2 separate regions of the Mus musculus genome follow, and region 2 is linked to region 1. A link is a contact called in public Hi-C data. All regions are on one chromosome and are shown on one strand. The core of a region is the stretch at or near the end of the contact, and the rest is flanking DNA. Distances in the headings are between cores, read along the strand shown.

The links. Hi-C and Micro-C count contacts between places; a contact is called where the count stands out from the background.
Region 2: a contact with region 1 is called in a Hi-C map of granulosa cells, with 1.9 times the contacts expected there. The contact joins two enhancer-like sites. A contact is called at or near these places in 1 of 15 datasets of contacts at CTCF or cohesin (large pre-B cells), 2 of 484 Hi-C or Micro-C datasets (granulosa cells and uterus) and 1 of 9 other capture datasets (embryonic stem cells).

Annotation. Positions count from the first base shown.
Region 1 is chr1:58,740,081-58,745,740 of GRCm38.p6, reverse strand. Cflar (CASP8 and FADD-like apoptosis regulator) reads right to left here. Exons shown (of 10, transcript NM_207653.6): 7 at 5,429-5,478; 8 at 4,695-4,776. Among named protein-coding and RNA genes, the nearest start is that of Cflar, 30 kb to the right of the region's middle. Within about 2 kb of position 3,025, at least 174 of the 459 cell types and tissues checked have an H3K27ac peak or open chromatin away from gene starts, as enhancers often do. A contact at or near this core is called in granulosa cells, where this site is marked.
Region 2 is chr1:58,533,281-58,538,940 of GRCm38.p6, reverse strand. It overlaps Fam126b (family with sequence similarity 126, member B), which reads left to right. Exons shown (of 13, transcript NM_001310598.1): 11 at 3,392-3,551; 12 at 4,289-4,456. Gm15834 (a long non-coding RNA gene) reads right to left here. Exons shown (of 4, transcript XR_865442.3): 3 at 1,111-1,159; 4 at 1-442. Among named protein-coding and RNA genes, the nearest start is that of Gm15834, 31 kb to the right of the region's middle. Within about 2 kb of position 2,845, at least 3 of the 459 cell types and tissues checked have an H3K27ac peak or open chromatin away from gene starts, as enhancers often do. A contact at or near this core is called in granulosa cells, where this site is marked.

The DNA.
Region 1 (5,660 bases), core at 1,776-4,275:
TCTGTGTGAGAAGATCTCTTTGCTGTTCTGTCCTGTGTCTGTCAGACTAGGCTGGCTCATGCACTTCCAGAGGCTCTCTCATCTCTTCATAGGAGGGCTGGAACTACAGGCAACACATGCTGCCCTTTATTTGGGATCAAGAGATTTGAACTCAGGTCTACACATTTGTAAGCATGCACCTTTACCCATTGAGCAATCTAATCCTAAAATAAGTTCTTCCTTCCTTCCTTCCTTCCTTCCTTCCTTCCTTCCTTCCTTCCTTCCTTCTTTCCTTCCTCCCTTTCTTTCTTTCTTTCTTTCTTTCTTTCTCCTTCTTTCTTTCCTTCCTTTCCATTTTTAGGCTTGAGGACAATTCAATTTTTATTTAAAAAAAGAAACAAACAAACAAACAAACAAACAAAACAGGGTGAGGAAGCTATAAAACTCAGCAGCTACCAGGAAGAGAAGAATAGGGAAGAAAATGAAAATTGCCATGCCATTTGAGCCAACAGGGAAGTCTGACACATGACAGAAAGCAGCCACCTGGTGTTTGTGGCTTTTCTATGGGAGGCTAGATGCATACACTCTGTACCTGGGAGGAACAAACTACTGTAGCCCCCAAACTTGAGTTTTACTAAGCTTCCCTTATTGTCTTACTAGAATCTATGACAAGAGACACGGACCAAGCACACAGCTCGCTGCAGATGAAGGTAACACATGTGTACACATGTGTGACTGGATGTCTCATCATTTAGTGGGGTCACAGGACAAATAATCACTCACCGAAACAAAGGGCAGTGTGATCTCGGACACTGGAGCGTTGCGGGAGAAGTTGTAACTTAAGCCAGAGTCTGAAAAACCAGGGCAAAGGAGAGGAAAGTCCCTCACACAAGCCGCTGACAGGGCAGATGTTGGTGAGGAAAGGCATAGCTGGGGCAACAGCTGGGTGGGAGCAGGGCCATCTGGCACATATCCAACTCTGCATTTGGTCACCTAGGCCAGCTAAGGCCTCACTGCTTCAAGCACACACTCGAAGAAAGCTACAAACCATCTTTTAAGAATCTATATTGCTGGGCAGTGGTGGTGCACGCCTTAAATCCCAGCACTCAGGAGGCAGAGGCAAACAGATCTCTCTGAATTCAAGGCTAGCCTGTTCTACAGAGTAAGTTCATTTCCGGATAGCCAGAGCTACATAGAGAAACCCTGTCTCAATAATAATAATAATGATGATAATAATAATAAATCTTTATTATGCAAAGTTGATTACTGGTAATTCTTTCCAGATGATATTGTATCAGGAGAAAATAATACCAATGCTATATAACCCAAAACAGTTTTCTGGTATGCCCAAGACAGCCAGGACTCAGACCCATGACCCCTCACCCAGAGCGCTAGGACCTCAAACATTCAACAACCTTAGGGTCGTTTCTGCCAAGTCATTTTCTTGGAAAGACTCTCAGGAGAGGAAGACTCCTATCCCATATCATGTAAATATCCATTTGGTTTGCAACCTAAGTATTAACATACCTGTCAAAGGGGCTACCCTGAACATGTACATGTAGCACACTACCTTTTTAAACTCTAAAATACAAGGGCCTCCAACAAGGGCCCATAGACCCACACTTCTTAAATACACCCTAGGTTTAGGCCTGGTGAAGTGAGGGCCTTAAAGAGAAATTTCATTAATAATGTTAAGCTTTGGGGCTGGAGAGATGGCTCAGCAGTAGAGGGCACTGACTGCTCTTCCAGAGGACCCAGGTTCAAATCCCAGCAATCACATGTCAGCTCACAACTACCACGAGCTGACTCCCTCACATACACAAGCACACAGGCAAAACACCAATGCACATAAAATGAAAATAAATTATTTTTAAAAATAATATTAAGCTTTTAAGCAAATAGCTGCTTGAGTCCAGAGGATAGACATGTCCAGAAAACAAAGAGTACCTCATCCCACACTCCTGTTCCCAGGAAGAAGCCATTCTCAGGGCACTGATCACATGAGAACCAGGAGGGGCCCGAATGGTTTGTCTACCATTCCTCTGAACACAACTTCCCTCTACTATTGTGGGTGTCACTTGCCCCTTTTCTTCATGAGCAGAGACCAATCCTAATGAGCGCCCTACTTCCCCGTGCACAAATGTTCTTATTATATAAATGTGACTACAAGAAAATAATGTGTATTCAAGGTTCCACTTGTTCCGTTAGAAGGAGAAAAAAAAAAAAAACACATAAGGAGGCATGGAGCAACCCCTAGCCTGTCAGTGTAAGAAGAGGAAGTCTCTTCACATGACACTACAGTGGAAACTGCAAAGTCTGCTACCAAATGTGTGTCTTAGTCAGTTAAAGATAACAAAGATATCAGAAGCGGCAGCAGAGGAGAAAATACTTCCTCTAAAAAACTTGCAAGTGTTCTCTCTGTCTGTCTGTCTGTCTGTCTGTCTGTCTGTCTGTCTTCACAGAGGGACTGGGACCTCTCAGCCGCCAAAGCAAAACAAAGCGATTTGAACAAACCCATACCGTCTCGTCTCTTATCTGCAGATTAGCCACCTGAGCTGGGAGAGTCCATAAGTGACTCTAAGCCAGCAGCTTGTTTTATTCTCAAAGGCGCATGAGTCAAGAGACCCCTGACTCTCAGAGAGAAGGAGCAGCTGACGTGCCCTTCTCTGTAGGGCCAGGTCCCCTCTAGTCACACACTCCATCTCCAGGATGTTAACCTCGAAAGGACTACACTGACATTAGCTTACATTTCATTCCAGACACTGTCCTGTGTCCTTTATGAGTATAATCTCACTCTCCCAACCATCACATAAAGGAAGTTCTGTTAGGAAGTCACGTTTTAGCAGAGACACTGAGCCCGCACATCACAAGCTAAGATAGACAGCAAAGCCATGATTAAAATCCGGGCAATCACTGCCAGGGCCCAACTCTGCTGCTCTCCTACAGTGGGAGAAGTACAGCTATGCACACATAGACATACAGCTGCCCATAACTCAGGAACAGACGTCCAACACAGGCCCTGGGTGTTAGTCATGAATAGCTGAGGCTTGATGACTCATGGCAGGTTGTGACTTGATCTTTATGAGTCTCATAAACACGGGTACAACACAGAAAGCTCTGTACTTCAGACATTTCCTGATGATGAAGGAAGCAAGGCCAACTACAATCAAAAGTAAAAGAACAATCCCACAATGTCCTTTAGAACAGTCAGTGACTCAGTGAGGAGCTATTTCCTCATTTGTCTACTGATGCTAATAGCTAAAATGGCATCTTAAGGGTTAGGGTTACTATTGCTGTAAAGAGATGCCATGACCAAGGCTACTCTTATAAAAGAAGAATTTAATTGGAGGTTTGCTTACAGTTTCAGAGGGTTAGTCCATTATCATCATGGCAGGAAGCAGACAGGCATGGTGCTGGAGCAATAGCTGAGAGCTTTATATCCTGATCCACAGGCAGCAGACTGGGCCTGGTGTGGGCTTTTGAAATCTCAAAGCCCTGCCCCTCAATTACACACCTCCTCCAACGAGGTCACACGTACTCCAGCAAGGCTTCACCTACTAATCCTTCACAAATGGTTTTTCAACAGAGGACTGAACATAAATATATGAGCCGATGGGGGTCGTTCTCATTCAAACCATCACAAATGGAAAGGACTCTTCTCTATAGCGAAGAGACACATTTCTCATGTACCAAAATAGGACATGAGAAAGTGGGATTGTAGCTGAAATCTTGGGAAATCCAATTTCATATTTGCTAATCCGCCCTTCTCTTAGATTGTCTTTGTACAGACCTCCCTTTGGTAATATTTGAAGTGAGGCATCTCTCTGACTGATGCTAAGGAGTGTTGAGAGACATGAAAGTCGTGAACTACAGTGATCACTCATCTGAAGGAAGGGAGAGGTGATTAAATGCAGCCGTATCCCAGGCATCTAGGCTTGCCTCGTTCAGTCTGCACCAGACATCCAACACCTGAGCCAAACAACCGGGTCCAAACAATGAAGGCTCACAGGTAGATCAAACAGAGAGGAGATCTTAGTCACATGTGGTTCAAACACTAGCCACACCCCTACGTTAACACAGACACCATGTTTTTAATAGCCCCAAGGAAGGCTTTCATGGTCTATCCAGGTGAAGTGAAACATCTGACAATATTAGAAACCAGAATGCCTTGCATTATAAATGTCCCTTGCAGACCAGGACCACCCTTAGCCACATTATCCAGGATGCACAGATAAGACACACAAAGACACACCAACTTCCACAACTTAAAGCTAGTGTTGTGCTCCCGAAGTTCATCTCGTGTTCCTCCTAACCCATAACTCAACTGATTTATCTATGTCTGTTGTCGTTAGCCCAAGCCATGTAAGTAATGACCAATAGGAAGTGGGTAGAGATGAGGTGCATCCTTCTCAGGCCTTTCTCTAAAATCTGTGATGAGATCCGCTACACAGTCTCTACTCCCTCATCTGTCAGTCAGTCAAATACAGAGGACTCTACAGACTCCAAGGCATCAAAGGACGACAGGACCCCTGGCTGACCCTATGACATAACAAGCTCCCTTAGCCCGATCCACACTAGACAATGACATGGTTGAAAAGCAAGCACCATAGTAGAGTGTACTTTGTTACTGCAGTTGGTATCTGCCATGTTGACAGATCCACCTTGCTTGGTCATGATCATGCTGTAGGGAGTGGATCCCGGGGTTCTACACTTACTTGTGTCGTTGCCAATACAATCAATGATCAAGCAGATTCCTAGGGGCTTGCTCTGCATCCTGTAAGTCTCTTCACGGATGTGCTAGAAAGAAAGGCAGGGATTAGAGATGCTGGATACTTCTCTGAGACTTATCCATTCTTCTTCTCGTTTGTTTTAAACATTCCCTTTGGCAGGTGAATCACTCAATAGACACAGCCTAAAGTCATCACGGCTGACAGTTCCCAGTAATGTCAATTTTTTCCTCTGTCACAGTAATGAGTTTAAGACAAATAGCTATTCCAACTCTTACTTAATTTGAATGAGAAGTATAATTTATTTTACATGTGTCTTAGCTTTGCAGAATAAAGATAATTTGAAAGAGAGAAGATGGGTCACATGCCCTTGTAGAAGCCTGAAGTAGCACCAAGAATCAACTTTCTAAGCCAGCACAAATGGAGGCTTTCCACTGCTTCCTCTGCAGAGGCTCCACCCGGGCAAAAGCCAGGGCTTGACACAGTTCAGCCGCCACTCAGAACTTCCCTGCATCCCAAAGCTCATTCAAGCCTTCCCCTTGAACATAATTTTTCTTTGTTATATTCAAGGTTCCTGTTCACTGAGTTCTCAGGAGAATTATGCACAGGCACCAAGTTGTCACAAAGAATTTTAAAGAACAGTTTTTGTTTGCTTTGTAAGACGTCAGTGTACTAGTATATACCCTTGCATGCAATACCAAATCAGAGAATTTATTCTTTACCGGAGGTAAAAAAGCTCCTGATTCCTGGATGGATGTCTTCACCAGTGTTCCTGAGGGATGGGAGAGAGAGAGTCATTTACAAAGTAGAACTAAGCCCACACCCAGGCTGGCTGAGTTCTTTTTATCATGACGTTTTGTTTGCCCGTTTCTTTAGCTTCCTATTCTTTCTCCAGCTAGACTCAGTCCAAAGTTCCAACCTCACACAGAAGAGCCTGACCCAAAGGGAAACTCA
Region 2 (5,660 bases), core at 1,596-4,095, 210 kb after region 1:
CTGAGTGTCCCCCCACCCTGGCACTTCAAGTCTCTGTGAGGGTAGGCTCTTCCTCTCCCACTGGCCAGACAAGGCAACCCAGCTAGTAGAACATATCCCACATACAGGCAATGGCTTTTTGGGATAGCCCCCACTCCAGTTGTTTGGGACCCACATGAAGACCAAGCTGCACATGTGCTACATATACGCAGGAAGGCCTAGGTCCAACCCATGTATGTATTTTGCTTGGTGTTTCAGTCTCTGAGAGCCCCAAGGGTCCAGGTTAATTGACTCTGCTGGTCATCTTGTGGAATTCCTATCCCCTTTGGGGACTGCATTCCTTCCTCCTGTTCTTCCATAAGAGTCCCCAGCTCCATCCACTTTGTGGCTGTGAATGTCTGCATCTGTCTGAGTCAGCTGTTTGGGTGGAGCCTCTCAGAGGACAGATATGGTAGGATTCTGTCTGCAAGCGTAACAGAATATCATTAATAGTGTCATGGATTGGTGCTTGGCCATGGGGTGGGTCTCTAGTTGGGCCAGTTATTGGTTGGCTATTCCCTCAGTCTCTGCTCCACCCCCACCCACCCACTCACCCACCCACGCCATGCCTGCGTCTCTTATAGACAGGATGAATTTTGGGTTGAAATTTTGTGGGTGGGTTGGAGTCTCTATCAGTCCACTAGGTTCCTGCCTGGCTACAGGCTTATTCAGGTTCCATATCCCCAGTGCTTCGAGTCACAGCTAAGGTGTGACGCCCATTGATTCTTGGGTGCCTCCCTTATCCCAGGTCTCTGTCTCGTCCCAGAGATGCCCTCCACCTCCCCACCCCTGTCACTTGCAGATTTTCATTCATTCTTATGGCCATCTGGCCATCTCTTCTGTCCCCCCCATACCTGATCAGTTTTATTCAGATGTATAGAAAAAAGAAAGGATATCAAGCTCAAGTGAAATCTTCATTTTATTATTATAATCAAAACTAGCACAGTTTAGAAATGAAGTAATCACTATAAGAGCTTATTTTTTTTCTCCACATAAACTTAAATTCTAAATCATTTCCTTTAATAAAGTAAAATTAGAGCCAGGCGATGGTAGCTATTGCCTTTAATCCCAACACTTAAGACAGAGGCCCACCTGGTCTACAGAGTAAGTTCCAGGACAGCCAGGACTACACAAAGAAACCCTGTCTCAAAAAACAAACAAGAAAATTAATATGCAGTACACAAAAAGAAAAATATTCTCTGTAGACATAAGAAAATTGCACTTATAATCTTACTTAACTTTAAAGGTTTCATACTTCCCAACATGTGGGAGACTTGTGAGATGGCTTGAGATTAAAGGCACTTGCTGCCAAGTCTGATAGCCTGAGTTCAATCCCAGAACCCTCATGGTAGAAGGAGAGAACTCAACTCCTATGTTAAGTTGCCCTATGATCTCCACACTCATGCTATTTATTCACATGCACACACTAAGTATTTTTTTTAAATCAAATACAAATGCAAATGCTGAGCCAGCAGTATGACTCAGTGGGGTCATATTTGCCGTGCAAATCTGTCAGCTTGAAGTCTATCCCCAGAACCTACATAAAGGTAGGAGAGAACCAACTCTAAAATTGTTCTCTGACCTCCATCTAAGCATAATGACAGCCCTCCACATACATATTATGCATGTGTACAGATATGCAGTAATAAAGTATGAAAGACAAGTTAGGGGAAGATGAAGCATTTGTTATGCTTTGATGATAATATGACTCTAACCATTCCTTTGCAGAAGTAGTTTTGTAATGAGTGCTTATTCTCTTAGATCCTTTATTCCACATGTAGCTTTGTGTCTATGGAAATTAAGGCCTTAAAAGTGTATTATAAAGAGCTGAAGAGGTGGCTCAGTGACTAAGGACATTGGATTTGATTCCCAGCATAGTGGCTCCCAACCATCTGTAAATCCAGCTCCAGGAGATGTGATACAGTCTTCTGGCCCTTGTGAGCATGCACGTGTGTGTGTGTGTGTGTGTGTGTGTGTGTGTGTGTGTGTGTGTGTGTGTGTAGACAAAATACCCACACAAATAAAATTAAATTAAAAGTACTAGAAGTTTAACTTTACTGTTACTTTTATTTTTCTGTTTTTGAATTCTTGAGACAGGCTGTGTAGCCCTAACTATTCTGGAACTCACTCTGTAAAACCAAGCTGCCCTTGAACTCAGAGGAACCCCTGTGGCTCCCAAGTGCTGGAAGTAAAGGCCTGCGCTGCTGCCGCCACCTGGCCTACAGTGTTGTTTTAATTGCAAAGAAATAAAAATTGTCTAAGTGTTCTCAAAACAGAGAACAATTGAAGTTTGGTATTTTCTTAATGAAATTGTATATTTGAGAACTTACAATAAAGAAAAAATAATAGCTTAGGAAAACATGTGTGTATCTTAAATCTACATATGAAAGAGATAGCAAAATATTAGTAATTTTAGGTGGTTTCACTGTATGTGGGCCCTCTCTCATCTGCCTTCTTTCTTTTCCTTTCTTCTTATGCTTCCTAGTCGGGCTTTGAATTTATAATTCTGTCTTGGTCTTGGAGGTGCTGTGACTATGAGTGCCTCCACACCTGACTGACTTTTGTTTCCTGCCAGTTATTCTGTAGTGATTCTGTGATATTTAAAATGTTTATGTGTTTCCTACCTGGGATAGTTTTTTTAAAGGTATTTTATTTATTTGTGCCATTTTTAATTTTAAGATCAAGATAAATTTACTGTTATGTAGCATTTTTCTCATATCTAGATCTATATTCCAAACAAAATGGAGAAACCAGCGTCCTCTATATTACTGGCCAGGGCTTAGTGTAAACACTTAACCTTGCTTACATTCCTCAAGCCTTGAAACAGCTTCCTCTAGCTCAAAGTGGCTTTGCTGGATTGCTACTTACTGGTTGAGAGACAAACCAGTCAGATAACAACTGTTTACCAATCAGGTTTCCCAGTCTTCTCCTTGAGGCACAGGACACATACTGCCAGCATGTATTTAGGGAAAAATCTCTCATGAATAATACACAGGAGTGCAGGAAAATGTTACCGTTTTATCACAGATTAAGTTTTTTGCTATTTATCATATGAAAAAGCAGGAACTTATTCTAACTTGTTTTATATCTTGGTTACAAATATTAAACATTTTTCTTTGGAATGCTCTTTCCTTTTGAAACTCAACAACTTCAAGAATGCAGTAGGGTATAGAACTCATATTTTAATAATAATTTTTTATTTGAAAAGCCTACTGAAAAAATTCATAATAATAAAAATAAACACTTTGACACAGTGGTCCTTTTATACGAAGTTACACATATGAAGTTGTATAATAATGGAAACATGTATTATAGTACAGGTTAAAAGTCTGTGTTGGTCGTAAATTTATATAGACTTATATTATCATTTTAGGTGGCAAATGCCATGAAAAATTCATTACCATTTGATGCACCTGACTCTTCACAAGAAGGCCAGAAAGTACTTAAAGTGGAAGTCACTCCAACAGTGCCGAGAATTTCTCGGACTGCAATTACAACAGCTTCAATTCGTCGTCATAGATGGAGAAGAGAAGGTAAGTATAAAATTTCTATAGTTTACTTTTGGATTCAAGTAAACTTACCACTGTTTATATAGAATGTACAAATGCTTGATAGCAATTAATGCTCATGAATTAATGTAAAATATTTTCATTTAAAAATGGTACTAGAAATGTGATAATGCTTAGTTATTTTAATGTAAATATATATATATGTTTATGAAATTAGGAAGATGTTAGACTGTTCAATTAATAATAAAATGTAAAATAAGACTTAGCCAAAATTTGTCTTTTTTTAAAACTAGTAATAAAAACAGGGAGAAAGTTGCTTTAAGCCTATTAGCTGGAAAAAAGGTGCATGTATGAGCACTGTGGGAGAAAACTATATGCCTGGTCCAACTGATAGTATAATACAAACTATCCATAAAAGAATTGGTTCTCATTTTTGGATTTTTGGATTTCCTTTTTTTATTCTAAGAGCTAAACCCAGCAATATTTTATCGACATATGGTAATAAGCAGTCAAGCTGTCTTGCCTAAGAGAAATTGTCATTTTAATGATCCTGATTTTTCTGTCCCATTCATTTGCAAACCTCACATTGTTCATCTGCTGCCTTATGTGTGTGCAGGCTGTGCACACACATGTAACTATATAGACAGTGTTTGTGTTAATATCATATCCATATATACATTCTCTTATCTGCCTGGGTCAGAATGCTCAGAAAAGAACAGAGCAGCACAAAAAGTACTAAAATTTTATATGTTGAATCCCAGATGGCTTTGACTTCTCAAACGAGGCTGACTCGAGTATTCCTGGCTCCCCGATCCAACACGGCTCCACTGACCTAGGGATCAAACGTGTGCAAGAGGGGGAGGTGCTGGTGCGCAGGACCCCTGAGCATGGCTCGCCGGAGCCCACCTCAGCAGCAGCCACAACAGAGGGTAGGACAGAGATGAGGAGGCAGAAGTCAGTGAGGCAGTTGCTGGAGAAGGATCCTGGCTCTCTGTCCCCAAGCAGAGCACCTTTCCATTCTAGTGTGTGTCTCCACTACCCCTGGGTGTGCTAGCTCCTCTTTGCAAAGCAGCCCTCCTCCCCATATGCCTAGCACCAGGTTAGGTACAATCTTCAGTTGCCATTTGTGCTGGCCCGGAGTCTGCATCCCTGTGTCATCAAACAGCAGCTTGGCATGGCTACTAACAAGGCAGGGGCCTGGATGGAAAGGTCTGCAAATGCTTCAAAACTTTCATTACTGAGCATGTTTACTCTTAACATTAGAAAAAATGCACCCAGTGGTCATGAGCCTTCTTAGTCGGAATTAAGATTAATTCTTTAAAAGTCTGTGAAGAGAATTTTAAAATATAAGCACATTTAAAAAATTGAAGTGGAGCTGGCACTTATCTGTTTTCCTAGGGTCTCCAATTAATAAGTATTTCCAGTCTCTAACAGAGAATGCAGGTATTGACTGGCTTCTCATCAGCTGGATTAAGTTGTGTTAATTAAGTTAAATTACTGACATCTTTTCTCTGTAAATGTGTTATCCTGAGCATACTACACTTTACTTTTACACACACACACACACACACACACACAGTGGTTAAAGCTCCCAGATGGAAGTGAAATGTGTTACAAATCAATATCCTTGTTTCTACAATGTAATTATTTGCACATAAGAATTCTGTGCTCCATCACTACCTGTAAAAAAGAACACATCTCTCTGACGGGAAGGTATTAGCCTGCTGCTTTGTACGAAATGTCATATGAGCGAGCTTTGTGGAAAAGAGAACTGTAGCCAAATGGTTTCAATGTTTAGTTTATATTGCCCTGGAGTACCACTATAAAACTTTATCCTAATAAACCTGTAAGTAGCTTTAAAAGAGATCAATAATTTCTGTTTATTTTAAAGATCAAACATATAAAATATTTACCTTCTATTTTAAGGAAGTATCTTTCTCTTCGGTGTATTAGAAATTTGAGCATGCTCAGTAAGAATCTAAGTGTACCCTCAGTTCCTCACCTATTTGACCAAATTGACTTTACTTTAACAGTATTGCATGTGCATGACCTAATGACCCCAAAGTTGATACTGTTTTAGAGATCCTTCTTGATGCGGCTGTGGAAGATGTGCCCTTCCCTTTTGTCCTTTTG